7 separate regions of the Mus musculus genome follow, and regions 1, 2, 3, 4, 5 and 6 are each linked to region 7. A link is a contact called in public ChIA-PET, HiChIP or PLAC-seq, Micro-C and promoter capture Hi-C data. All regions are on one chromosome and are shown on one strand. The core of a region is the stretch at or near the end of the contact, and the rest is flanking DNA. Distances in the headings are between cores, read along the strand shown. Region 1 holds the start of Casc3 (cancer susceptibility candidate 3). Region 2 holds the start of Cdc6 (cell division cycle 6). Region 3 holds the start of Epop (elongin BC and polycomb repressive complex 2 associated protein). Region 4 holds the start of Npepps (aminopeptidase puromycin sensitive). Region 5 holds the start of Rapgefl1 (Rap guanine nucleotide exchange factor (GEF)-like 1). Region 6 holds the start of Top2a (topoisomerase (DNA) II alpha). Region 7 holds the start of Cdk12 (cyclin-dependent kinase 12).

Region 1 (3,495 bases), core at 290-2,789, 610 kb before region 7:
CTATTCAGAATTCTGTCCTTCCAAGATTTCAAAATCATGCATGCATGAGGAGCCAGTCAAGTGGCTGTCTTCTCAATCCAGACATATAAAGGACCCTGTCCAACACCTTGTAAAGGATTTCAGCATCGTATTCTCTGACTCACAAACTCACTTTCTTTACTGAGAATAAATCAACTAAGTGTAACCTGTCCCTTCAAGAGGTGTGGCTTCAAGTTGCAGTCATTAACCGGGCAAGGCTGGAATTAAAGACATGTGCCACCATCACCAGACTTCTAACAGACTTTTAAAAGCACACGAGAAGAATGTATAAGAGAAGCAAGTCAGGGAATTTTTGTACCACACAGCTAGAGGTTTTTTTAAAGAGACATTTTCTGACTTACGCCATAAGGAAAAAGAATCTATCACACTCACTTCTGAATCTTCTGCACTTTCATAATCGGAAAGAACAGCTGAAAGGAAAAGACAAATTATGTGATATGTAATAACATAAACGTTTGTTACTACATTTCTGACAGTTCGTTTTGGGCCAGGCAAACATCCTCACTTAATTTGTGGACGCAGCAACTTTCTGGGGCAGATAAAATTATAGTTTCTGTTGACAGATGGAGAACTTTGGGACCACACTGACGAAAAACTATGCTGTTGTCAGGTGTTATTCTAAGTCACCACAGTGCACTCAATCTGTCACCTTCCAAAAAGGAACCAAACCAAACAAGCATGCTCATCATCACCATGACACAAACGCCACTCCCGGGGAACGCTCTCCAAAAACCCCTAACAAACCGAGAAAGACCCAGTGTAAGATATACATGGCCTTAATTTACATCCACAAGAATTCAAGATAAAGTAAAATTACTCACCATCTCCTTCCATGCCATCTTCACTCTCCTGGGAGGAAGAAGATCACACAGGTTAGAGTTGGTGATTTCCAGACGCGGGGAGCCCACCCGCAGATAACCGTGAGGGACGACTGAAGAATCAACACAGATGGTTGGGTAGGAATATGGGGCAAGATAAATCTTCAGAAGTCACATCGAGAATGGCGGTTCTCTACATCCCAGCCCCAGTTTCCGTGTAAACATTGCACGCCCTGAGCTCAGAAACCACCCAGTCCTCCTTCCCCGGGGCTCTGGGTGGATGCAGATTCGCAGCGGGACAACCTTTCTTTCCCTCTAAGAGGAGGCCCGGCATCTCACAGCATCTCCAGCCCGCCCCCTGCCGGGTCGCCGCCCTGGACCGCCCGCCGCTCACTCACACACTCAGACTCCTCGGCGCTCTTGGCGCCCCCGCTCTCCACCCGCCGCAGGTGAAGGCCCCCGCCGCGGCCGCCGCGCTGAGAAGGCAGCGAGCCACTGCCGCCGCCTCCGACGCTCCCGCTGCAGCTGCCGCCGCCCCGCGCCGGAGAGCCGCTGTCGGAACCCGAAGCCCCGGATTCCTCGTCCTCCGTGTCCTGGGAAGCGCGCTGCCGCCGCCGGTCCGCCATCTTACGGAGAACGGCCACCGCTGGTCAGCTCCTTACGCACCACGCCCGCCGCGGAGGCTGCCGGGAAGCTCGAGACTCCGGAGTCCCAGCGTGCTTCACGTCCAGGGAGGGCCGCCCTTCTTTCCGCGGGGCGGGGCCTGCACCCTGCGGCACGTTTTCTGGAGAGCGAGATGACGTCTGTCGGTGATGTAAGGAGGCGTGGCCTAGCGCTTTATTTCCCCACACCCCCACACCCCTAGCCCCGGCGGGCGGAGGGCGCCTGGGAGCGGGGCTATTGCATCCTCTTCGGGTTCTTAGCTCGGCCATCTTGGACTTTCCTTGGGGAGGGTTTCGAGCTCTTCTAGCTCCAGTGCGACGTTGGAGCAATTGCATGATTTTCGTTTTCCATTGCTCGCTTTCCCCTGAATTCTATACAGAACATTTTACTGTATTCCTTCGCATGGTTAAAAATCACGAGTCCAGGTGAAAAAGCCTTTAGTCCTGCGTCAGTTGCCAGCTCTTCACCTCAGTCTAAATTTAGGGGAAAGGAGAAACTGCAGTGGGGACAGAACTTAGTATTGCGGTGTTTCCTGGGTGTATTCAAAATCTCCTTTCTCCATGTGTCTTCCTAACCTAGTTATCTCATTTTGAGAACTGAAGGTTGGAAGGACACTAGTCTTACTATGCTTTTAAAACATCAGAGCTGGATCACCCTTGACTAGTTAAGAGGCTAGTTTTGGACCCTCTCTGCCCCTTCAATGTCTCGAGGTATTAGTTTCAAATCCTGGTGCATTGTTACTCTACAGAGAATGCTTTGGGTATGCATTTATCAGCAGTGAAAGAAAACTCAGCACAACTACCTTGCAGCAACATATAGTTTGTAAGCTAATTTATTACTGCATATTGTTAATATACATCAAATAGATGAGTTAAGAGGACTCTGAGCTGTTTTCATAAATAGCTAAAGGTCCCCACTGCTTACCAGATCTATAAACAGTATGAGACTCCAAGGAATCATGACTGTCTGCAGGGACTGATTCAACTGGTGACAGGTGGCCAAATGTATCATGGAGTTCAGCTCCAGAAACAACTGCCTGAACTCAAAATGGAGGATGCATGATTTAATAAGTGTGAAAGGCATAAGAATCTTATCCATCACAATCTAAAATGGTGCAGCAAGACTGCCAAGTTGAGTGTCTAAATAAGGACAAGGATAGCATGCCACTTTGTCCTTTAGTTGTTTGGTCGGAATCCAGCTTGGGATGTTTTTTTTCTTTTTTCTTTTTTTTTTTTTTTTTTAAGAAAATCTATGACCTCAAGCTAGCCTTTTCATCACTCGGGACCCACCAGCTTCAGCCTCCCCAGATGCAGGCTATGAGGGGACAATACCTGTAATCCTGCTCTGGATCCTACTTTCTTTTGTTTTTTGAGACAGGGTCTCATGGAAGCTAGGCTGATCTTGAACCTGGGGCTCTCCTGGCTGTGTGGGTGCTTGGGATAGCAGTCCTCCTGAGAAACAGTTGTGAGAAACGGTCAATGTTTAGCATGAATAGACAGATGGTCTGGGGTCCCACATGAGTCTTATTAGAGAAGTAAGGAGCTAAGAGATTGATCTTTCTATATCATTGTAGTCACAAAACAAGAGCCAGTGCTTTCAAGTTACAATGAGGGTTTTCAAGCATACAGAAGATGTGTGTAGGAAGACACTGTGGTCAAGCGGATCTGGACTTCATTTATCTGGACTGATATCCAGGGAAAATCATGTATCAAACACTGAGTAGGTGACCTATAAAGTCTTGCCTACAAGCTTTGTAATTTGCCATTTATGTGTAAGGAAGGGCTCAGGACAAAGGAACATACAGACACACGCTAGAGTCTGACACAATGGATGAGCCCCTGATTAGAAGGGCGGTGATGTATTTCTCTATTTCACTTGGGTTAATATGAAGATTCTTTCCCATTCTTTCATATATACAAGCAGATATAATGTTTCCCAACAAATCTAATAAAATGAGGCAAAAGTTCAAAAGTTA
Region 2 (3,619 bases), core at 340-2,839, 700 kb before region 7:
AAAAGCGAGTTCCAGGCCAGCCTGAGTTAGAGATCATTTCTCCAAAAACACCAAACACATCGAAAACCGGAAATGGCTGTCAAGTACTATTTGATAGCAAAAATTAAAAAAATATTAAGAATCTCATCAAATTTTTCTTTCTCAAGACAGGAGTTCTCTGGGTTAACCCAGGCTGGCCTGAAACTCACTCTGTGGACCAGGTTGGCCCCAAACTCAAGAGACCCACCTGCCTCTGCCTTCTGAGTGCTGGGATTAAAAGCAAGCTCACCACCTCCCGGGTTATTTGTTTCCTCTTAATTTCACAAGCACGCAGGCGAGTTCCATAACACTATAACTTCAAGGGAAATGTAAAGGACAGAACTAAGGAAATGAAGATCAAACCTAGGTTCCTTAGCAAATGATCTCTAGTGTACGGCTCAACCGTGAAATTCGGTACACACTTGGCAGCCATTATGAAGGCAAATACAGCTCTGGTTTTAAGAGCCAGGCACCTCAGCATCAAGGCAGGAAAGGCTGAGAGCTCAGTCACAAAGTCGCACTCACAAAGCGGAGGGCTTACCCAGACGTTTTCGGGGACTGAGAGGCAGAAGTTTTACGTCCACACACGGAGTGGTGGGTACAGGCTGGACGTTTCTAAGTTTTACTTCACAATCCCGGGAATTGGGTTTCTTCAGGGTATTAGATAGCTTCTTTTTCGGAAAACCGATGGTAGCTTGTGTCTGGGATCTGGTTTGAGGCATGATGGCCACACAACTGGATACAAAGGAAAATCAGGAGAGCAAAGAGAAAAACACACAGAGCAATATAAATAATTATATTGGGGACCAGCACTCCATAAATCACGTTAACATAGCATTTTTAACATTTAGTTGTGCTTCCCATGCAAATCTATGTAATAAAGGGTAACGTCTGTCTGCCTAGTACGTGTAACATTCCGTTATACACATATTACACACTACAGTCTTACCATACGTCAAATGTAGACACTATTAGCCCTCTCTTAAAGAGATAGTCACAGAAACACACGGCTATCACCCTGGGCACCCTGGGACCAGAAGCCAAGTTCTTACACTTGTATGATGCCAGAAGTCTGTCTCCATTTATTTCTATAATACTTTAGCTCCTTCCCTGCAGACATGTGAGACGTCTTTAGCACTGGTTTGGTTCCAGACCGTCACCTTTAGGCTCTCCCAAGTCCTGGGCAAGGGCAGCTGCGTCCTCTGCTCAAAACTAGCCAGCACTCCACCAAACTCCCGACCCCACCCTACACCGTTTCCTCCCAGCAGCTCTCTCCTTCCCAACGCGGCGTGCTCGAACCGCTTCTAGAGCTCACAACCCCCTCCCTGACCCAGCCTCAGACCCCAGGCGATTTCCCGCTCTCCACCGGCCTTGCTCGGACCAGCCTCACCTCTCTGGACACCAGACCTCGCGGAGCTTTGCACTCTTCAGGGCCGTGTCGCTCAGTGCACACTCCTCGCGTCTCGATCACCACCGTAAAAACTCTCCCGCCACAAATTCTACAGCAGCTGCAAAGTCAACTCGCGCCAAAGCCGCTCTACTTCAGCCTTCTCGTCTCCCGCCAAAGTCCAGCCAGGCTTCTGATTAGTTGTCACTCATCACCACGCCTTCGCCGGTGACGGCCGGCAGCCAATAGGACAGCCCCAGGTCTCAGCGACCACCACGAAGTCACACCCACTCGCCCGGGAGGGCGTTAACTTTTGAGACCTCGGAGGAAAGGCGCGCGTTTACGAGCGCGTCACGCCGTAAAGCCTGGCGGGAAGTGTAGTTTTTTTTTTTTTTTTTTTTTTTTTGCCTCTACGCACATCTACTTCCGTATTTTTATTTCTACTTTGTCCTCCACCCAGCCTCCCCACCGTTGCCTAACGTCCTCATTCTACTGGGCTACCTTTGCTCATCTTATCTGCCAAACATCCCTATTTTCATTATTCTGGTGGGCTAGATTTTAAGAGGGCTACAAGGCCTACTTTTTGGGGGGCGGTCCTGTATGGCATGAAGCAAATGAATGTATAAGGTCACAGAATTTTCTGTGGGGAGGAGCTGATAACTCGAACCAGGGTATTTTTTTGGGGGGCGGGGGGGCAAGTTCTAGACCTATCTAAGCAAACTGACATCATCTCACTATTTGTTGACTTGCGCTTGCTCAGTGAGAAACAAGTGCAACACCAAACGTATAATTTCAAGGTCATACATTCCAAGTGCTGCCTTAACATCCATCTAGCTACACATCATAGGGAGTAAAATTATGTCTCTTTAATTTGAAAATCTCTTATGGCCAAGCACTAGGGTCTGGGACCCAAGGAAAAGAGTTATCGGCAAGGCAAGCTGAGCATTTAATGAAAAATGTAACTAGAGCAGCCATTTGCAGGCAGGTCAGGCTCCAAGGTTACTCGGGTTCTTCTAAAGACCAGAGCCCAATTCTAGGTAATGGTAAAGTCTATGGGATTTTGTTCTTGGTTTGTTTTGTTTTGGTTGTTATTGTTTTCTGAGACTTTTTATTTGTAGCTCTGGCTGTCTTGGAACTACGTAGACTAGGCTGGCCTTAAACTCAAGAGATCTGTCTGGGTCTGCCTCCCAAGTGCTGAGATTAAAGGTGTGCGCCACCACACCTGGCTATAGGATATATCTTTTATTGTCTGATACCAAATAAAACAGACACAAAGCTACAAGTAGGAGCACAACAGCACAATCGCCAGTTACCTCTCATTTCAAATAGCTGGGAAGAGCCAACGTAAGTGTGTGGGTCTGAGCTCGTTATTTTACCTCTATCACCTTAATTAGTCTTTATAAGCACCCGAGGAAGGTTTTTGGTTTTGTTTGGTTTGTTTATTTTTCGAGACAGGGTTTCTCTATAGCCCTGGCTGTCCTGGAACTCACTTTGTAGACCAGGCTGGCCTTGAACTCAGAAATCCCAAGTGCTGGGATTAAAGGCGTGTGCCATCACCGCCCGGCTCCCTAGGAAGTTTTTATAACTAATTGTAAGAGCTGATATTTGCATTTTAAATAGTCTGACAGAAAACTAAACTCTTGACTACCTAATTATGGAGGATTAAAGAGAGTTGGGTTCTAAACAGGTCAAGATGGTGAAGGGGTCCACTCTGTGAAGGTTTTCGAGCAGCTAAGCACTGACTCCAGAAGAAAACGAGCTGCCGTGGTAGATGGAGAACAGGCCACGGAAGGGAGGTTTTCAGCTTGGATGCTGTTTCTCCCAGGGCAGTGGAACCGGAGAGCACCTCCCTGGCTCACATCTTTGTAACTTGAGGACCTAAAACCTACCCACACACCGTCGTTGGAAATAGCAACATAGGTCCAGTCAGCTTAGGAGATGGTAGCTCAGGACCTACCTGAGTTACAGGGGAGGGAGCAGGGAAGTTGTATTTAATGTGCATATTGCAGCCTAGAAATGCATTCACCAGGTTTAAACAAACAAACAAACAAACAAACAAACAAGCATCAGCTCAAGAGAAGTCTGCAGAGTGAATGAGGCTATGCAGGCAGAAGACTGGGGCTGAACGGTAAAAGGTTATCTGCAGGAGGCTTCTGCTCCAGCAACCGCATACACACATCAGTTCATCTCTGTACCTTTGTACTCAGGTTCCTT
Region 3 (3,804 bases), core at 899-3,398, 570 kb after region 7:
GTATTCCGGGAAGGGAAGGTGGAGGGAATTTCTCCTCCAGGGGAGAACTCTTTAACCGTGTTGACCCCTTCATTAAAACCCTTATCTCAGGGTTGGGGAGCTGGCAGCTTTGGAGTGGGAGAAGGGAGAAGCCTGGGAGCTGCATTGTTATATAATTTTCCCTGATTTATTCACACAGAGATCCACACCGTGCTGGGTGCAGGGCTGCAAATTCGAGAGACACCAGAAAACGGGGAAGAGAAAGGAGCCTCCCAGGCCAAGCTCCTGCAGTGGGCCAAGGCTGATCTCAGACATCTGTCACAGAACCTAGAGAAGAGCATGGAGTTAGATGTCTCTCTCTCTAAGCCAAAAACATCCTGCTAAGGCTTCCAACCCCCTCCCTAGTGCAGATCACCCACCTTCTATAATGTCTTCCAGATAGAGAGAGAGAGATTAAAGTAGGGTGAGGGCTCTATGGGCAAAGGAGCCTGGAGGTTAGATCCAGTTCAAACATGTGACCTGGCAGGACCCCAGAGGGACCCACCCACTTCATGACAGCTGTTCCTTAGAGGAAACCTGGGGTAGGGGAAGTGGGAGATCAGAATATTGAACCCTCTTCATCAGTAAGTCCCACTTTGAAGCTTTACCTTGGGTCTCTGCCAAGGAAAGGGTGTGTGTGTGGGGGGGGGGGGGGCCCATCCTCCCATCCCTTTCTTCTCAGGTCTTGTTTGATGTTATTTAGAAAAACAGTGTGTCTATTGTCACCGCTGGGAGGATGAGGATGCAAGCTGCATCATTTGTCCTGGTACAGAAAAAGCGATTGTACATGTTAAGTGTAGCACTCGGGAGGGTGAAGCCAGACGCTGGAGTTCCAGGCCACATGGTGGGTGAGACCCTATCAGCGAGGGAGGGAGAGCTTTCTTTTGCCCTGGCTCAGAAGAAAAATCTGTATCCCTCAGTCTCATCCTACCCCTAGTCCAAGCCAACATATAAATCTCGTGTACTTCTGCAGATGAAAAGCAGCTGTTTCTAACCTGATTTTAGGATGACGATGAATAGCCCAAAGACTCACAAATGTTTATTGTGCCGTTTGGGCAGTAGGGATATAGCAGTGATCAAGACTGGATGCTCTACTGGCCGCTGGGCTCGACTGTGCAGCCAGGGCACCAGCTCTTTCTAGACTCCGAGGAGAGGTCAGCACTAAGGAACAAGCCAGTTTCACAAATGAGCAGGCTGTGTAGGAACTAGAGGGGAAGAGATGTGAGAGATGTGTACATTATCAGAGCATGTTCTGGAAATTATTCACTTTTTGTTTGTGGATGGAGAGTAAGGTTTTTGGTCTTTTCCACCCATTCAGGTCGCTCAGGATCCAGATGGTCGAGTCCTGGGATCTGGAGGCTCCCAACGGTGCCAGCGCGTTGGAATTCCGTTAAGATGTGGGGCACTTCCATACTTCACCAAGAAAAGGAAACAAGTACGGAGAGAAAGTCAGCTTATTGTCTTCCGTGGGTGTGTCGAAGCTCCCCTTTCTCCAAATTTATTTTTTTCTTTTATGAATCTTGCACATATATAGCGAATTCCTAATCATTCACTCTACAAGCGTTTTTGTTTGCTTTTGAGTTCCCGAGTGCCAGGCCCCTGTTCTACCGGCCCTGAGCAAAGACCACAGGACACTCTTAGCAAGCGACTCCTTGCTACACCAAGCTCTTAAGCCACCGACGCTCGGCTTCATCTTTTTCCTCTACGTTGGTTTTGAGTTTGTCTCTCTGAATTCACGGAGCACCATTTTCTTCCAAAGGGCTGAAACAAACTTTCCCATTTTACAGATGCGGAAAAACCGCGACTTCTACTGGGTAAACAAGTGACTGGACCTGCGACCAGCTAAAACGATCCCAGGCCATCAACAGGCCACCAGGAGCCGTGCGTCTGGCCCCTCGCACTTCCACCCGCGCGCGCCTAGATCCACGCGTCCCTGCTCTCCGCCCTCCAGCCCAGCAGCTCCGGGTCCACGTGTGTGTGTCTGTGTGCGGAATGGGGACGGGGGCCGTGCCGCCAGAGGGGTGGGGTCTACGTGACGTCAGAGCAGCAGCGCCCAATCAGAGGCGGGCTCGCAGCCGCGGCGCTGGTATTGGGGCAGCGAGGGGGCAGTTCTCTATAACGCGGTCTCCGGAGCCAGCGGGGAAGAAAGAAGCTGAGAGGGCGGAAGGCGCCCTCCCCGCCGCTGGGCCCGGGCACCGGGCGCCGGGCCGGGGTCCTTCCCGCCGGCGGCGAGCGCCGGCTGCTTTGTTTGCCCCCGCCTCGGCGTTGAGGGGTGATCGTGCCGGGCATTGCGCCGGGAACGCGGCGGCAGGAAGCGCGACCGATCGCACCGGGGACGCGCGGGGACCCAGGAGTCCGGCCGCGGCGAGGGCCGCGTGACGATACCGAGGAGAGAGCCGGAGCGCCGCCGCGGGCTCTTGGTGGTGGGCCCCGGACGCCCGTGAGCACAGACCTCCCCGTCGACGGGGGGCGATGTTCCCCTGGCCCGCAGGCTCTTCGGGCCGCCGGGGTATCCCGCCGTTGGGACCAGGGCCCCCGCAGTGGGCGACCCCCAAGGCTGCTCCATGGAGACTCTGTGTCCTCCTCCCCGCCTGGCAGTGCCCGCTTCCCCGCGGGGGTCTCCCTGCTCGCCTACGCCCCTGAAGCCGCGTCGGGGGACCCCAGAGTTCTCCCCACTGTGCCTGCGTGCCCTCGCCTTCTGCGCCCTTGCCAAACCCCGGCCGTCCTCCCTGGGCCTGGGGCCTGGAGAGCTGGCGCCGCGGACCCCGGTGCTGCTGGGCCCCCCGGCCTCGCCATGCACAGGAGGCTGGGCCGCGGACGGCCTGAAGCACCTCGGGGGACAGGCCGGGCGGCCGAGCGACGTGAGCTCCCCGGCCCGCGAGGATGCAGACGTCGCGGTGTGCCCAGGCGGTGGAGAGGAGGAAGAGGGCGGAGGCGGCTTCCCGCACTTCGGCGCTGGTTCCTGCGCACCTCCGGGCCGCTGCCCTGCTCCCCTGCGTCCTCAGGACTCTCCGACCAACCCCGCCTGGTCCCCGCCCAGGCCAGCCCGGGGTCTTGATGCAGCTAGCAGTCCGCCCCTTGAGCCCGGCTCCCCGCCTCCGTCGCCACCTGCGGGCCTCTCCCCGGAGCCTGCGCCTTCCGAGCAGCCTGTGCCGGCCTCCGAGGCTCCAGGGGGTGGAGACCCTGCGCCGACCGCGCCTGAGGCACCCGCGCTCAGCCCCTCGACGGCAGACGCAGCACCGGACCCGCCCCGCGATCTCCGCCAGGAACATTTCAACCGCCTGATCCGCCGCTCGAAACTTTGGTGTTACGCGAAGGGGTTCGCCCTGGACACTCCAAGTTTGCGCCGAGGGCCCGAACGGCCCGCGGCCAAAGCCCGTGGAGCAGCCAAGAAACGACGGCGGCCAGCGCCGCCCCCGCCCAGTGTGCAGCCACGGCGGCCCGTCCCGACGCTTCCTACATCGAGCACCTTCAGCCTCCTTGACTGCTTCCCCTGTCCCCCAGCTCTGGTGGTGGAAGAGAACGGAGACCTAGGGCCGGCTTCCTCGCTTCGCCTCCAGGGAGACGCCAAGCCGCCGCCTGCCCACCCGCTGTGGAAGTGGCAGATGGGAGGACCCGCTGTCCCTGAGCCCCCGGGTCTCAAATCCTGGTGGGTCAACTTGGAAGAACTATGAGCGTCGGACCTCTTCTACCCGGGGGCAAGTTGGGTTCCCCGGACAGACTGAGGGCTCCAGGAGGGAGCATCGATTCTGAAATTTGGCTGATCTTTGCTTTGCATTTTATGGG
Region 4 (3,701 bases), core at 725-3,224, 920 kb after region 7:
AAACAAAATAAAAAAAAAAGCAAGCCAGCTCTTGCTAGCTCATCCTACAAAGATCTACAAACCTAATATTCAATTGCAAAACATAAGACCAAGTCCACATGAATCGGCAGAGTTCCGGAGCTAATCGGAAAGGGCTAGAGCAGGGTGGAGTTCTGCAATGGAACTCTTCCTGGCAAGGTGAGGGAAGGGAGGGGCGCACATTTCACAAAAACGGATGAGCAGGCCACTGAAACACTCATTCCTGAGCAAATTAGCAATCTGTGAGGGCTAGACAGTAATCGAGTTAGACTGTAGAATTGATGTTAAAGGGTAAACAGCTCATAGGCAGCCTTAGATGGTTATAAATCAATTTTGCTTTGACAGGAGGAAGCCTTTTGTTTTTTTTTTTTTTTTTAAATGCAAACATTTTGAGGAGATCATACACAGTTGGATTAGAATAAACCAAACTGGCAGAATTATGAAGGAAGCTGTTTATAATGTTCTCAAGGAGAAAACCAGAAACAACTGGGTCTCAATTCCAGCTCCACCAATTATTAGCTGTACACAGGTCTAGAGCAAGTCATGATCTTTCTATGTGCCTGTTTTTGCATATATAAAACAGGTTGGGGGTCCACCTCACAGAGCGTCTGAGAGATAAAATGAACGTGTAAAGTGTTAGCAAGTATTCCAGACATATTAAAGGCCCGTCTCTTTAAGAATTGCATCTGTGTTTCTAAAAAGCACGTAGGATTTTTGGAGGAAAGCAGGGCAGGTTGAGGATCCACAACTGTGCTGCCCAATACAGTAGGCATTAGCCATGTGTTGCCCTGGCTGTCCTAGAACTCACTCTGTAGTGAAGGCTGGCCTCAAACTCAGAGAGATCTGCCTGCCTCTGCCTCCAGAAGCCAGTACCACCACTGCCAGGCACCTCATTAGCATCTTTAAAATGCATTACATGATGAAATTATAATCTGAATATATTGGGCTAGGGAGATGAGGTGCAATAACTTCTGTTGTTTTAATTCTATCTAGTGGCTCACAGTGTCATGTCTGTAGGACAGTGCTTGTTTAGTTTTGACTCTACCTTACAAGTTTCTATAAAAGAAATACGCTTTTAGGAATATTTTTGCCTTGATTTAAACATAGGTCTTAGAGATAACTACAGAATGGAGGGAGCCACAGTTAGGATACTTTTACAGAAGTCACAACTGGTAAAGGGTCTTTTCAGTTAAAAAAGCAGAAACAAAAACAAGGGGCGTGGGGGTGTGGCTCAGTGGCATGGCGCTTGCCCAGCCTGTGTAGAGGCTTTGAGTTCAAAGCCTAGCACCACAGGAAGGGAAAAATCCGGAAACAGACAGTTGATCATTATTATCATCTGTGTTTTCTTAATCAAAATCTTACTGTGTGCCCAGACCATTCTGGAACTCACTCTGTAGTCCAGGCTGGCCCATGATGATCGTCCTGCCTCAGCCTCCGTGCCCAGCAATGAAGCATCTTGTTTTAAATATGAAATCGTGGGATCCTGTATTTCTAGTCTTTGAAACCACTCTCCTAAAAGGTCTAGATTTCACTGGTTGGAGCGACCTTGAATAACTAAGTGTTTCCTCGGAAAACTGTTTTCAGATCATCCCTTCAACTGGCTATTTCCTAGGGAAAAAAAAAAGCCTCAGGTCGGGCTCACACCGCTGAGGTGGAATGGCTCTTTCCACGCGTCCCCTACCCCCCCGCGCTGACTTGACCGCTGCGTAGGCTTCCATTTTCCACAGAGCTCCTCCATGCCCTTCGTGGCTCTTTCCTGCCACCGGCCGACGACAGGTGCAGCGCCAAGCGCCTCCTCTCGCCTTCCCCGTTCGCCGACCGCGGCCTCGCCGCCCCGCCCCGCCCTCGGCGCGCGCCCTCAGCGGGGTCGCGCCCGCCCCGCGGGGTCGCGCACGCAGCCGCCGCCGCCTCCCTCCCCGCCCTCCTCCCCTGCCCTCCCCTCCGCCCCCTTCCCCGTAGGCAGCCCGCCCGCACCGCCGCCCGCCCGCCCGCCCGGCCCAGGCACCCGCTGGGTCTGTCCCCCGCCCCAGCCTCCCCGGCGGCTCTCGGCAGGCGGTCGCCCGCGCCCGGTGAATGTGGCTGGCAGCCGCCGTCCCCTCCCTCGCTCGCCGCCTGCTCCTCCTCGGCCCTCCGCCTCCTCCCCTCCTTCTCCTCCTCAGCCGCTCCTCTCGCCGCCGCCGCCGCCTCCACAGCCTGGGCCTCGCCGCGATGCCGGAGAAGCGGCCCTTCGAGCGGCTGCCCGCCGAGGTGTCGCCCATCAACTACAGCCTCTGCCTCAAGCCCGATTTGCTGGACTTCACCTTCGAGGGCAAGCTGGAGGCCGCCGCCCAGGTACTGCGACCCTCGGGCGCCGGGGGGCGAGCAGCGGGCGGGCGGGCGAGCAGTTAGGCCGCGCCCGCGGGCTGGGTTGGAGGCCGGGGCGGGTTGGGCGCGTGGGCCGCGGGACCGAGCGGGAGGCGGGTGCGGCGCGCCCCTCGAGCCGGCCGGCCGGGCGGGGACCGCGCTGCGGGAGTCTGCGGGCGGTGCGCCCCTCGGGGGGCCAGCACACCTGTGTGCAGCGCCCCTGGTCCCCGCCTTCCGGGCCCCGAGCTCCGGGAGAGGCTGGGTGGGGGCTGGGGAACTAGAAGGGGCTAGGACTGCCTGCTCGGTGGCACCCCTGCGGACTGCGTTCTTTCCTGGTCGTCCCTTTACTCCGCCGGGGATAGGTTGGAAGGGGCGGTCATCAGGCACTTGAGAGCGAGGAGGGGCGAGTCTAGAAGGTTGGGGGCAGGGGGGAGTGGAGCGAGAATGTTAATCCCAGGCAGCCTCACCGAGTTCTCCCGGCCTGATCCTGCCCAGGGGCCGGGTTTCCAGGATGATCCGCCCCCTCCCCCTTCCCCTCAAATGACAGTGCAGCAGTGACTTTGTTCTCCCCTAACCTCCAGAGAAGCCGCGGAGGACCCTAGCTCCTCTTCTCCTATCCGCCTTGCTCTCGCAACCTGTGAAGCTGGTGGATTTATTGCTTCAGTGGCGGTTGCTTAGCAGTCCCCTCTTCTGAAAGAAAGCTCTCAGTCTTAGCCTGCCACTGGTGAAAATATTCCATTACTCTTCTTTGCAGTTTTTTTGGTGAATCATACGCTCCTCCCTCCTCCCCGAAGCATTATCTGGCAGTATTGTTTGATTTCGGAGACCATCCATATAGATGGCTCACAGAGGTCTCAAACGGTTACGATAAATAACCATGGGTATGATGTGTTACGTGAGATCGGAAATGAAAATTGGGAGCTGTTTGATAGCTATCTGTGACAGGAGTGGTGGAAATAGAATTGGTTCCGTTTCTTTTCCTACCCCAGCTAGGGGTTGGGGAACACGAGTGGTGGAGGAAGCCAGGCCAGTAGGCCTCAACCAAAAAGATGAGGGAGGGTGTGTGTTGCAATGAAATGAGAGAAACGTAGACTAGAATTTGAGTGATTTGAAAGCCGAGAAAGTATGATACTCGAGTTTGAAAATCTGTGTAAAAGTACAGAACTTAAAAGTATGCTTTTAGATTTGGAACATTGGCTTTGCCAGCCTTAGATGCTGGCAGCATCACTGTCCACAGCAGAGTGCCTTGTGACCTTTGGAGAAAGGGCCTACACTTGGGATGAGTTTGAATTATGAGAAAACACTAACTTTAAGGAAGCTGGCCCGAGTTAATAAATCTG
Region 5 (3,712 bases), core at 445-2,944, 630 kb before region 7:
TAGGGTCTCAAGCTTGGTCTCTCAACCCTAAGCCCCTTCTGGGTTTAGTGGAGTGCCTAGTTAGATCTAAAGACCCTGATATCTCTACATCTATTCCAACTAGCGATGTGGGGGCCTACGTTCCTCAGAAGCCCTTTAATAGGGTGCTGGCATTCTCATAGTGGGTGAAATGGCATCATCTCAGGCTTCTCAGGGTGTGGTTATTATTTTTTTAAAAAAGGCCCTCTGCTGAGGCATGGCATGGGAAGGGTGGGTGCTACGGAGGCCCAAAGCCTTCTGGATGCTGCAGTCTCCTGGTATCTTCCCTTAGAGACCTTCGAATTCATCCCCAATAAAAGCAGCCGAGTTCTGTGACTATCCACATGGCCCCACCAAGTGAGGCGCTCCTACACAGCCAGGGACTCCTGTCAGCGGTTTTCAGGCCTCAGCTATGGTCTGGAGGGCAGCGTACAACCTCAGCGGGAAAGCGTCCACCTTAGGGTGTCAGGCCCTAATTTAGGGGCGTGGGAGGAGGTAGGCAGTATCAAGGGCTCGTGGGAGACTGGCTTAAATAGCCGAGAGAGAGGGAGGGTAGTTGAAGGAGAGAGATGGTTTCCCTTCTTCCCCTAGAATGAAGCTAATGTGGGGAGGAAGGTGGGTGCGCATTACCATGCCCCTTCCCCTACATTACTTCGGGCTTCCCCTCATCCTCTACACCAACACTGAGGACAAGAAAAAACAATCAGGGAGCATCCCCCGGGCCAATCCCTCACCTCCCACCCCCAACCCCGTGCTCTCTTGCTCTGGGATGGATGAGCAGGCTTACCTGAGGCGCTGCTGTCCCTGGTGGTCCCTCCAGCCAGGCGCTCCAGAACCCGGTTCAGAAGATGCTCTGGCCGCTCGGGGGCGCCCAGGGGGGCCCAGGGTGGTGAAGCCAGGGGTTCGCCGGGGGATAGCTCATCTGAGGAGTACGAGGAAGGAGAGCGCAGGGGCACCCCAGATCCTATCGGCCCAGGCCCGGGAACCTCCTCTAGCTGCAGCCAACAGGGCCCCCCACTGCCCGGCTCCTCAGAGACCCCTAATGGCTCTCCCCCTTCCTCCTCAACGGGCGGCTCCAGCCCGGGCTCGGTTGGGGGCTCTCGGAGGAAAGCTGGGAGCAGCAGGCGAGACACGCTCTGACGCCGCTGCAGTGGCCGCAGTCCCCCGGCCGGACCGCCGCCCCCACCAGGGCCCCCACCCCCTCCAGGCCCTCCGCAGCAACCCGGACCCCCGCCGGGACCTCCAGTCACCGCTCGCCCCGCCAGCTGAGACGTCTGCTTCTTCAAAAATTTCTCCAGTGGCTTCATGCCCCCCCCCCCGCCCCTCTCTTAGGGGCCGCCGGGGGACCCAGGTGTCCCAGGCGCGGGCGGGGGGAGGCGGGGACACGATGCTCAGAGCCGGGGGAGCAGAGCCGAGGGCCGTGCCAGGCGTCGGACTGCGAGCGAGAGGTGGCCGAGCCTCGCTGGCCAGAGTCCAGTGGCCAGTGGCCGGGGGAGGTGCCAGAGGGAAGAGGAGCTCGCTCTCAGCGGCCCCCCATGCCGGCTGCGGCCGAAGGGTTGGCAGGCTGAGGGGCTGGTGTCCCCGTCTCAGCGCTCCGGGGCCGGGCTGAGGCGACAGAGGCAGCGGGCGGAGCGCAAGGCTGAGGACGCGGCGGCGGCTGCGCTCCTGGCCCCGGGGAAGGTGGCAGAATTGAGACCGCGCCCCCTCCTCCAGTCCCCGCCCCTACCCTGCTTAGGCCCGCCCCCGCCCGGCCGCGCGAGGCTTGAACTTGGGCTCTGGCGCTGACCGCGAGGAAAATTAGGACTTGGGTTTCTGACAGTCGCAGAAGGGCAAAGGCGAGGGAGAGATCTACCAAAGCAGAGGACTCCTGGCTCTTGATTACCGGGTCTCTTTTGAGCATTTCAAATAACCAGGGCATATGTTTGACCTTGGCACGCCTACCTGTGCACAGGTGAGGCTTATAAAGACTGCTGAACTCTTTGCATCTTTCCCACAATTTTATTTGGTCATTATCTTCCACCTGTTGAGAAGGGCTGGGACGGCGTCTTGGGTAAACTGGTATTGGCACTGGGGGCGGTACCCATATTCCTTTCTGATAGGGTTTAGGGGGTGGTGCAGGGCCGCCCTGTAAGGCAAGTACTGGCAAGTAGGAAAGAGCCAGGCAGAGGCCAGCAGGTTGTGGCAGGTCTAATTGGGGTGAAAAGAGATAGTAGACTGAAAGAGACGACCAAAAGCACAAGGGCATCTTAGCCCAGGTGGTAGCGAAGGGAAGCAAGACTGAAGAGATGTGTAAGTCCCCAAACTGCCAACTATCATCCATCACCTAGCACATTAGTGTATATAGCCATAGAATGGGAGAAATATTGCCCTTACTCCTGGTGGCTACGCCAGAGCATTCTGTCTCCCAGGGTACACTCCACTAGGATGGGGCTGTAGAGACAGTGTGAACACATCCAGGCTTGGTATACATGGTGAAGGAGTGGCACCGGGTTCCTGGTGGGCTGGTGTTCCTTGGGCAAAGTCCCACCCCTGTTTACTGTGCCTCAGCAAGGCATGGATGGACAGGAATGCTAAGAGCTGGGAGTGGTGAAACTGACAGGGTGTGTACTACACTTGTGTTGCTGTCGGTGCAAACTCAGTTCCATGTGTGCTAGAGCATGTGTTCACAGAAATAAAGCTCTGCACACCCATCTGGGGATTTGGAGAGGGAACAAAAAAAAAAAAAAAAAGAAAAAGAAAAAGAAAAAGAAAAAAAAAAGCTCCGATTTTGCTATGAAGCTGGATCTGAGCATTGGTTTCCTGGACAGCCTTAATTGGACACTCGGCCTCTCTTAAGGTTGGAAGTAGGAACTGGCCAGAGTGGCTTAGAGCTCCCCAGGTAACCTTTTAGGAACCAAGAAGAGGGGAGGGCTTCTCTTCTGCACATGCCACAGTTACCAGATTAAGCCGGTTGCCTTGGTAACCTCTTCTCTGGGCAGGATTTGGGATTGTCGGTTAGGAAGGGTGAAAAATTGGGGAGTGTGAAGGGTGTGGGAGCTGGAAATAAAAAGGGACCGAGAGACTTCTAGAAACTAAATGCTTGGGGAATCGGACTCTAGACCCTTCCAGTTACAGAAAGTGGCAGTCACTACATTCAAGACCTTGAATCAGAAGCAAAGGAAGCATTAATTTGTGGTCCTCCTGGAGCAGCAGTGGCTTCCGTTCTGGCTACACACTGAAACCGCATGGGAGCTTTTTGGAATTGCTGATGTCCAGGTCACACCCTAGATCCATTATGGGATCCTGTGGCAGGCCCAAGGTCTCTGTTAGTTTAGAAAGCTCCCCAGGTGATTCAAACAGCCAGTGTTGGAAATCACTGCTCTAGGTCAACTGCAGCTGTAAGAAGATCTGGCAATTGCAAATCCTTGATGTTTTGAGTCACCTACAGGTAGGTCCATGGACTGACCCACAGCGGGAAAACTGATAGGGCATCTACATTACCATGAGAAAACCGAAGAGAATGGTAGGGTGGTATTCAATTACTTAACAGTGGAAATGGAGGCCAACAAGCTTAACTGAGTCAGTCCAACCCATGGGCTTCTACAAAGGTATTGGACAGGGCTACCTAAGGCAGTAATCTATCTGTCCCTTAAACTCCCATTATCTCTGCCCACTGAGAAGCAGGCTGGGGGGGGGGGGGCAGAGAGAACCCGAG
Region 6 (4,008 bases), core at 364-2,863, 820 kb before region 7:
TGGCACACGCCTTTAATCCAGCACTTAGGAGGCAGAGGCAGGCAGATTTCTGAGTTCGAGGCCAGCCTGGTCTACAAAGTGAGTTCCAGGACTGCCAGGACTACACAGAGGAACCCTGTCTCGAAACAACCTGCCCCCTCCCCCCCCCCAAAAAAAAAAACACCAAAAAAAAGGTCTTAATTGCTGAGTCCCTAGTGGCCCTAAGCATTGAAGTCACCCTCCTTTATTAACACACAGGACAAGGCTAAAAACACTGAAGACAGGATCAGAACAAGGTTAAAACTCTACTCCTTTGGTTTTCCCACCAGCCAGGCCACATTTCTTCATTGGCCTTCTCTTTCACTTTGCCAGCAGGGTTGTTGTTGGACACGTGAAGTTATTTAATAATGGTTGATCTTGGGCGCCTTTTGGAAAGGAAAAATGTTTAAATTTAAGAAATTCCTTGCTGATAATAGCGATTTTTTTGAGGGTGGTGGTGGGGTTAGAGAAAGGGTTTCTCTGTGTAGCCCTGGCTGCTCTGGAACCTGCTCTGTAGACCAGGCTGGCCATAAACTCCAAGATCCACCTGCTTCTGCCTCCCAAGTGCTGGGATTAAAGGGGTGGTGTCGTCACACATAACCAGTTTATATCTACCATTTTTACTTTTAGCACAGGAAATTGAAGCTTCCTCCATCGAGAACCCACCAAGCCCCCACCTCTTATGTCAAATTGAACGGTGCTCTAGACTGCATTATGCATAGAGGGCAAATATAAAGAGCTCTTGTAGATTCCCTCAGCAGCTGACTGAGGGAGAAGTTCCCGTCTCATGAGGGCCTCTCAGCTCCACTGAAGAAGCATGAATGAATCTTTGTATCAGGGGTGATCCACAGGGAGTGTTAGTGCTGCTCGCGATTTTGCTGGCATCTCTATACTCTTCGTGTGTGGCAGCCTAAGACCGCAAGCAGAAGAACTTGCCAGAACTTTGCCAGCATTAACTCAGCGCTTCTCAACTTCCTAAGGTTGCGACCCTTCAACATAGCGTCTCATGTTGTGATGCCCTGCTACCATAATTATTCCATTGCTACTTCATAACTGTAATTTTTTTGCTGCTGTTATGAGTTGTAAGGTAAACTATCTGATATGCGACCCCCAAGAGTCACGACCCACAGGCTGAGAACCGCTGCCTTGGCCAGCCTTGAGGGAGGGATGGCGTTGTTTCCTCGGTCAGGAAAAAAAAAGGAAAACTCATCGCAGGATTAAGACTCTGTAATCTCAACAGATCTGAAATAAAGAATGAGCATCCGTTTTCTAGTTATATTCAGAAGGACGGCTTAGTCAACCACTTTGCACTTCCAAAATGCCTTCCCTCTCTTCAGAGTGTCTCTCAGAGCACATGGACCTTCCTCATTGGTCAGATTTTCTGTCAGTACCACCAACAATTGCTATTGGTCCATTTTGAAGATTCTCCCGCCTTCTTTTACCTAATTGGTTTATTCGAAAAGGCGGTCTTTTGTTCGAATAAAAGACGATCTACGATTGGTTACTGCAAACAGAGCCAATGAGAGCGAGTCGGTGATTGGTTCCTCTGATTTGGGCGGGCTAGATAAAGGTTCAAATGAAACTAGGGAAGCTCTCCTAACCGACAAGCGTCTGTGAGGGGAGCGTCCAGGTCCCGCGTCGCGCGTCGCGGGTCGCCTAGCGTTTCCCGCTGGTTTTGTCGCTTTCCGGATTCTCGAGCCTCTTCAGGACCGTCACCATGGAGTTGTCACCGCTGCAGGTACAGCTCGCGGATGGGGCCGGGTAGTAGAGCCTTTACGTGGCCTCTGCGTTCATGGCTGACGGCGAGAGTTGAGGTTCCAGGGCCGAGCGCTGGCCGGCGACCGGCTGGATCCGGTCAGCCCCATCTTCTGGGCCTTGAGGGGTCGTGGACTGGGTGAAGCTCTTTCCGAAATGATATCTATAATCTAATCTGGGTTCTTGAGTGTTGTGTTTTTATTGTTTGTGGGAGCAGGTTCAACTAGTCCTGCGATCGGTCTGTAGTCTAATGGCTTCTGTGTGACTTCCAGCCGGCTTATACTCGAATTCAGTGGCCCTCTTCCCTTCCCTGGGTGATTTGAATAACTCATCACGGAAGGTGCAGAGCATGGCAGTTCCCATTGAGGAGCTGGCCGACCGAGTGGCTCAAAAAAAGTCCAGTTTCGGGATGTGAATGTAGCCAAGGGTTTGCATTGCTAGCATCCCAACTGCTACGGGTGGATACCATCTGTAATCGGCACGAGCCTATGTCGGCACTCACTAAATATTTTCCCATTAGATGGAAGAAGTTGAGTGTAGTTTATCGATGACATAAAAAATATTACTCAAGGCAGAAATGTCCATACTTGCAGAACTAAAATACCTATTTAAACGGGCATCTGTAGCCAGACCTAGTGGGGCAGGCCTGAAATGGCAGCTGCTCCAGAGACTGAGGCAAGAGGATGCCTTAAGCTATTTAATGGGACTCTCAAAAACAGCAACAGGGGGTGAAAAAAATGGTCTGGGAATTTTGCTCAGTGGTCAGAGCATTTGCCTAGCATGTGCATGCAAGGGGGGGTGGGGGGACCTTGGGTTCCATCCCCAGCATCACGAATACTCAAACCACAGAACCTAATCACAAGGATTTTAATTGACTTGTTCGTTCAAAACTATGTAAACTCTACCAGTACCTACAAGCAGGGGATAGATGGTGATAGAGTGTATGGACTTTATCATTGTTGCAGATATTTTGTTGACCACTTCTGATAAACTTGTGGCTAAAATTAAGTTTATTTTTAATTCCCCTAATGGCTAGCCTGTAAATGAAAATATGCTAATGAACAAAAAGAAGAATGAAGATGGCAAGAAAAGATTGTCTATTGAAAGAATCTATCAGAAAAAAACACAACTGGAACATATACTGCTCCGCCCAGATACCTACATTGGCTCTGTGGAGTTAGTGACCCAGGTAAAACCAAACTAGCAAAGTGCGCTTGCTTTATTGTCATGGCATACTTTGTCAGGATTTTTTTTTTTTTTTTTACTTATTTACTGTCATTGGAACTGATCCATCATTCATGTATATACTGCAGGCGTGTGTGTGTGTGTGTGTGTGTGTATGTGTGTGTGTGTGTGTGTGTGTTTCAACATTCTAGAAGACCACTCCTGGTTGTGTTGGTGCACGCCTTTGATCCCAACACTCAGGAGTCAGAGGCAGGTGGATCTCTGAGGCCAGCCTGGTCTGTGTAGCCAGTTTCTGGCCAGTCAGTGCTACATAGTGAGACACTGTCTCAAAAAAGAAAAGGCTAAGAGTGTTAATGACAAAACAATAAATAGATAGATAGAGAGATAAAAATAACTTTCTTTGCCTTTTCTAGCAAATGTGGGTTTACGATGAAGATGTTGGCATTAACTACAGGGAAGTCACTTTTGTTCCTGGTTTGTATAAAATCTTTGATGAGATTCTAGGTAAGTAAATATTTTGATATAAAGATCTACTGGTTAAGTCCTAGGTATCATTCATAGCAAACCTTCTGTAGACATAGCTGCTGTCATTTCAAGTAGTTAGTGGTCAGAAGTGAGACAGTCGGGCTGCACGCGGCAGCTCACACCTTTAATCCCTGCACAGGTGGGTAAATGTCTGGATTGAAAGTCGGCTTGATCTACATAATGAGTTCTGGGGCAGTTAGACCCTACCTCAAAAAGAAAAAAGAAAAAGAAAGAAGCAGTCCAATAAAGTCCAGAAAATTCACTTTTTCTCTGGAAATAGTACTGTGAACAGAAGTTGCTATAATAAGCCAGCAAGGTGTTAATTCCAATGCTGAGGAGATAGATGCAGGAAGATCAAGAGCTCAAGGTTGTTCTTTGCCATGTAGCAAGTTCAAAGTCAGCATGAAATGCTTGTGGTTCTGTCTCAATAAAGACTGCTGTAAACTAAGGCCTTGTTAATGGCATTTTTTTTTTGTTACTTGTGAATCTAATGTGTTTTAAAGCACTTTAATGTCTTCTAAGTGT
Region 7 (3,906 bases), core at 200-2,699:
TCTTGTGAGTTCCAATAAAGTTTAAGCACTGGTATCAACACGACTTACAAAATTTTAAGACAAAGCAACAAACAGCTAAACGAGTTCTGAAGACTATGCACCCGCTAGGTAGAAGCAAGTTCTCACAGCTGAAAGTTCTCCATTACTGCAAAGTACCTTACCTACCTTGCTTGAATAGTTGGAGGCACTTGGAATGTTTACTTCTCAATTGGGCGAGGGGAAAGCCAAACTTACCTAAATGACTTGTCAAAGAAGAACACTGAAAGCTTTAACAAAATGTTAAAGACTCATTTTCAATTCCTCCCAACCGACCCTACCTTAGGAAGGACAGACAACAGCTCACCTGGGGAGTGGACTCCGACTCAGAGACCTCTTGCTCAGGAAAGGGCTGCTTGATCGCCTTCGGCCATAGGGGCTGGGTGATCTCCCGCTGTAAGAGCCGCTCCTTTCATAGCTGGAGGACCGTCTCCGGCTATAGGGACTCACAGACCTCTGTCGTCGGCTGTAAGGACTGGGTGACCGAGTGCTGGACTGGTAAGCAGAAGGCTCTTTGTAAGGTGGGCTGATTGACTGCCTTCTTGAGGTACTTCCAGGACTCTTCTTGTAGGAGTCATAGTTGCTAGAAGTGTGAGACCTTGGGGGGCTAAGATCGTAGTCTTGGCCATAAGAAGCTCCGGAAGGGCTGTCATCTTGCTTGGAACTGTCAGACCATTTCCTATGGGGACTCCTGGATCTCCGTTTAGGGCTAGCCACGGTTTTGTAACTTTTGGGTGTTTCCCTTTTCCGATGACTTTTACTCCGGTCCTTGTATCCAGACTTTAACTCTCGCTCTTTGCGGGTCTTCTCCTTGTGCATTTTGGACGACCTGGATTCCTTGCTGCCGCTTTTGGATAGCTGGGCCTTCCCATAATCATCACTCCCCTCCACGGACCGTTTGGAACTGCCCGATACCCGGTCCTTCATAGATCCAGATTTGGAGACTTCCTGATTTTTTTCCTTTTCCGTCTGTTTAGTTTTTAGCAAGTCTCGGGACCGCCGGTGCTGGTGGTGACGATGTCGGTGCAGGCGATCGCTCCGATCCGTTCCCCGACGTTCCTCGTTCTCCCTCCGGTCTGATTTGAAGGCCGTGTCATCGGAGAAGGTGTCTGAATCAGAGCTGATGTCATCGTACTCCACCAGTGGTTTGATTATGGTACCCAAAGATGCCGCTTCGGGGGTCACCAGCCCCACGTCTTTGGAGTGCTTGGACTTATGCCGCTTGTGCTTCGACACCAAGCGGTGACGCTCCCTGCTGTTGGAGCTGCCACCTCCCGATGACGGCTGCGAAGTTCCAGAAGCTCCTCCGCTCCCGTCCTTCTTGCCCCCATGTCTCTCGGAATTGGGCATTCCCTTTCCCCGGGCCTGAAGCAGGGGAAAAAGTTCCCCGGCGCTCCAAAAAGCCCCACCCTCCCCCCCAGCCCCGACTCCACGCCCCCCGAAGAGCCCCTAGACGGGGGTGGGGAGGGCAGGGACCGCAGGCGAGGCTCCTCCTCCCTCTCGCCGCCTCAGCGCCCTCCTACATGAGGTGGGGGGTGAAGGAGAGAGGGAAGAAACCAAGAGTTCCTCGGCACGGGAGGAGCGCGACGCCGGGAGCTGCTCGAGTCCGCCCCTCACGGCCGCCCACCCCCGCCGAGCCGATATTCGGGCCCGCGAGCCCTGGCGCTCAAGGAAGTAGGAAGGCGTCCGCCGGAGCCTGTGGGGCCGACGGCGGCTCTGGAGCCCCGGGAGGACTACGCAGGCCCTTCCCCTACCCGGTCGCCCGGCTCGGGGCGGCTGGCTTCCTGTCGCCAGGCCTCCGCGGCCTAGGTTGCCTCAGCTCCCCCCCTTTGTCCCTCGTGCCTGAGGGAGCCCCCTTCGCTAGCCTCCGCCTCACACCGACACCTCACAGCCACATCTCACTCCCTCGCCCAGACTCACTCACACACTAGATTAAACCGAAACGGCACTAGAGGGGGAGGGGGAGGGGCGAATGCCGCAAGTATCGCGAGACTCCGCTGGACTCCCGCGATACTTGGCGCTTCCCTTTTCACCTCGACACATTCCTTCACCAGAAAACGCGAGAACGGGACCCAAGCCGCAAACGCAGCCCGTTAGATTCTCGCGATACTTTTCCAACTCCCCCTTTTGGGGGGCTTTATAGGAGCGGAAGTTGCGGAGATTACCTTTAAAATTTAAACCTAAATGGTAATTCTTTGATTAAATATCCCCAGGTTCCGGTGGGGATGGGTCTTAGCACAGCTTGTAAGAAGTCTTTTGATTTAATAGGGTTTAAAAAAAAAAAAAAAAACAAGGGACAAGTGAACATTGGGGACATTACAGCGCAAGTTTGAATATTGGGGATTCTGGTAGGGCTTGGGTTTCTGAGACAGGGTTTCTCTGAGTAGCCTTGGCTGTCCTGGAACTCACTCTGTAGACCAGGCTGGCCTCGAACTCAGAAATCCGCCTGCCTCTGCCTCCGGAGTGCTGCGATTAAGGGCATGGAGCACGCACCACCACCGCCCTGCTTTAAGTCTGAATGTGCAAACAACGCTTGGTACTGCGGAATTTGCTGAGTTTAGGCGTTTTGCATTCATTTTCTCTGCCCTCACACCCATGGGACACTGTCCTCATTGCGAATTTACAGGCAAGGACTCCCGGATTCAGGGGGGCTAGTCAGTAGAAAGGTTAGAGTGCCAAAGTTGGGGGAAATGTCAGGATGTCTTACAGCACGTTCTTAGTAACCCAGGCTGGACTCCCAGTTGTGGCTATTCAGCCTCAGCCGTTTCTCGACTGCTGGGATGTTTTACCATAACAAACGTCCAGTTTCTACAAACAGAGAAGACAATGAGACTCGGGGAAAAAAACGTGTCTAAGCCTATGTGCACTACCTTCAGGAAGTGCCAGTTGTAACGTCTCCTGGAAGTATTTTTCTTTTTATTTCTTTTTTTTTTTTTTGGCTTTTCGAGACGGTTTCTGTGTACCACTACCGCCAGGCTCTGGAAGTATTTCTTTTATACTACATTTTAGGGTGGATAAGATTCTAAGCTGGTCGTTGCCACACGCCTTTAATCCCAGCACTTGAGAGGCAAGGTAGGCAGAGGTAGGCGGATTTCTGAGTTCAAGGCCAGCCTGGTCTACAAAGTGAGTTCCAGGATAGCCAAGGCTATACAGAGAAACCCTGACTCGAAAAACAAAACAAAAATTCTACCCTAGGACATCTTATGTCCAAATTTTCATTTTTCCTTCCTTTTCCTTTTTCCTTTTCTTCCCTCATCTTGCCTACTCTCTCAGAGAAGTTCTCCAGTTAGCCTGGAGCTCACATTTGATGCCTAAGCATCAAAACACCACACAGGAGTTTAATAGGCGAGTGATGGCATGTGGGACTGTCAAAAATTTGAAGACAAAATTTGTAAACTCTGTGAATTTTCACAACCAGTGAGAAGAGTGTCTGTGAGAATAAAAAATGCTCTTGAGCGGGGCAGTGGTGGCACACCTTTAATCTTAGCACTTGGGAGGCAGACAGATTAATGAGTTCAGGGCCAGCCTGGCTTACAGAGTGAGTTCCAGGACAACCAGGGCTACACAAACTCTCGATAATAAAATGGGGAAAAAAATGAATTGCTTTATGTTGCAAAAAAATTGTGAACTCAATGATTCCAGGCATGCTTCAATTGCTTGGTCTGCAGGGCCTCCAGGGTAGGCGTCAGAGCTCTGGGTCGACAGTCCCTTGCCTACAAATTCCACTACAAAGCAGGTCAGAAAGTTGCTGTTCAGATTATACAGCTAGGAACTTAACAGGCCTGGGGAGACAGTTCTTGTAGAGCCATGGAGCTGGCTGGGCGGTTAAGAGGACTGGTTGGGTGCTCTCGAGAGGACCCAGGTTCAATT

What was found. Promoter capture Hi-C pulls out the DNA fragments that hold promoters and counts their contacts. A called contact is a pair of places that touch in the nucleus more often than the background predicts. ChIA-PET counts read pairs in DNA pulled down with a chosen protein or histone mark. HiChIP or PLAC-seq counts read pairs in DNA pulled down with a chosen protein or histone mark. Capture Hi-C pulls out chosen DNA fragments and counts their contacts.
Region 1: a contact with region 7 is called in an RNA polymerase II ChIA-PET map of memory CD8 T cells, with 5 read pairs. The contact joins the promoter of Casc3 here to the promoter of Cdk12 in region 7. A contact is called at or near these places in 4 of 39 promoter capture datasets (the HPC-7 cell line, cranial neural crest, liver and 1 more), 1 of 484 Hi-C or Micro-C datasets (CD4 T cells) and 3 of 115 datasets of contacts at active chromatin or transcription factors (bone marrow-derived macrophages, large pre-B cells and memory CD8 T cells).
Region 2: a contact with region 7 is called in a promoter capture Hi-C map of pancreatic islet. The contact joins the promoter of Cdc6 here to the promoter of Cdk12 in region 7. A contact is called at or near these places in 2 of 39 promoter capture datasets (liver and pre-B cells), 1 of 484 Hi-C or Micro-C datasets (embryonic stem cells) and 1 of 9 other capture datasets (pancreatic islet).
Region 3: a contact with region 7 is called in an H3K4me3 HiChIP or PLAC-seq map of embryonic stem cells, with 7 times the contacts expected there. The contact joins the promoter of Epop here to the promoter of Cdk12 in region 7. A contact is called at or near these places in 3 of 115 datasets of contacts at active chromatin or transcription factors (embryonic stem cells, memory CD8 T cells and pancreatic cancer cells).
Region 4: a contact with region 7 is called in a Micro-C map of embryonic stem cells, with 5 times the contacts expected there. The contact joins the promoter of Npepps here to the promoter of Cdk12 in region 7. A contact is called at or near these places in 1 of 484 Hi-C or Micro-C datasets (embryonic stem cells) and 3 of 115 datasets of contacts at active chromatin or transcription factors (astrocytes, embryonic stem cells and microglia).
Region 5: a contact with region 7 is called in a promoter capture Hi-C map of pre-B cells, with 7 times the contacts expected there. The contact joins the promoter of Rapgefl1 here to the promoter of Cdk12 in region 7. A contact is called at or near these places in 6 of 39 promoter capture datasets (the C10 cell line, cranial neural crest, liver and 1 more).
Region 6: a Micro-C map of embryonic stem cells shows a contact between it and region 7, with 7 times the contacts expected there. The contact joins the promoter of Top2a here to the promoter of Cdk12 in region 7. A contact is called at or near these places in 4 of 39 promoter capture datasets (the C10 cell line, embryonic stem cells, liver and 1 more), 4 of 484 Hi-C or Micro-C datasets (all in embryonic stem cells) and 2 of 115 datasets of contacts at active chromatin or transcription factors (embryonic stem cells and stem cell-derived neural progenitor cells).

What each region holds. Positions count from the first base shown.
Region 1 is chr11:98,807,852-98,811,346 of GRCm38.p6, reverse strand. Casc3 (cancer susceptibility candidate 3) reads right to left here and starts at 1,539. Exons shown (of 14, transcript NM_138660.2): 1 at 1,256-1,539; 2 at 861-888; 3 at 412-449. The coding sequence starts at 1,483. It overlaps Gm12359 (predicted gene 12359), which reads left to right and starts at 1,258. Exons shown (of 3, transcript NR_033551.1): 1 at 1,258-1,671. Msl1 (male specific lethal 1) reads right to left here. Exons shown (of 9, transcript NM_028722.3): 9 at 3,488-3,495.
Region 2 is chr11:98,905,771-98,909,389 of GRCm38.p6, reverse strand. Cdc6 (cell division cycle 6) reads right to left here and starts at 1,589. Exons shown (of 12, transcript NM_001025779.2): 1 at 1,409-1,589; 2 at 560-753. The coding sequence starts at 740. RefSeq lists an enhancer at 2,749-3,619.
Region 3 is chr11:97,628,060-97,631,863 of GRCm38.p6, reverse strand. Epop (elongin BC and polycomb repressive complex 2 associated protein) reads left to right here and starts at 2,148. Exons shown (of 1, transcript NM_175332.3): 1 at 2,148-3,804. The coding sequence starts at 2,583. The coding sequence ends at 3,692.
Region 4 is chr11:97,278,849-97,282,549 of GRCm38.p6, reverse strand. Npepps (aminopeptidase puromycin sensitive) reads left to right here and starts at 1,974. Exons shown (of 23, transcript NM_008942.3): 1 at 1,974-2,349. The coding sequence starts at 2,092. Gm11592 (a long non-coding RNA gene) reads right to left here and starts at 1,856. Exons shown (of 3, transcript XR_001780313.2): 1 at 1,409-1,856.
Region 5 is chr11:98,834,767-98,838,478 of GRCm38.p6, reverse strand. Rapgefl1 (Rap guanine nucleotide exchange factor (GEF)-like 1) reads right to left here and starts at 1,694. Exons shown (of 15, transcript NM_001080925.1): 1 at 806-1,694. The coding sequence starts at 1,325.
Region 6 is chr11:99,021,794-99,025,801 of GRCm38.p6, reverse strand. It overlaps Top2a (topoisomerase (DNA) II alpha), which reads left to right and starts at 1,613. Exons shown (of 36, transcript NM_011623.2): 1 at 1,613-1,756; 2 at 2,810-2,962; 3 at 3,372-3,462. The coding sequence starts at 1,736.
Region 7 is chr11:98,200,848-98,204,753 of GRCm38.p6, reverse strand. Cdk12 (cyclin-dependent kinase 12) reads right to left here and starts at 1,449. Exons shown (of 14, transcript NM_001109626.1): 1 at 344-1,449. The coding sequence starts at 1,386. It overlaps Gm38963 (a long non-coding RNA gene), which reads left to right and starts at 2,124. Exons shown (of 4, transcript XR_880193.2): 1 at 2,124-2,223.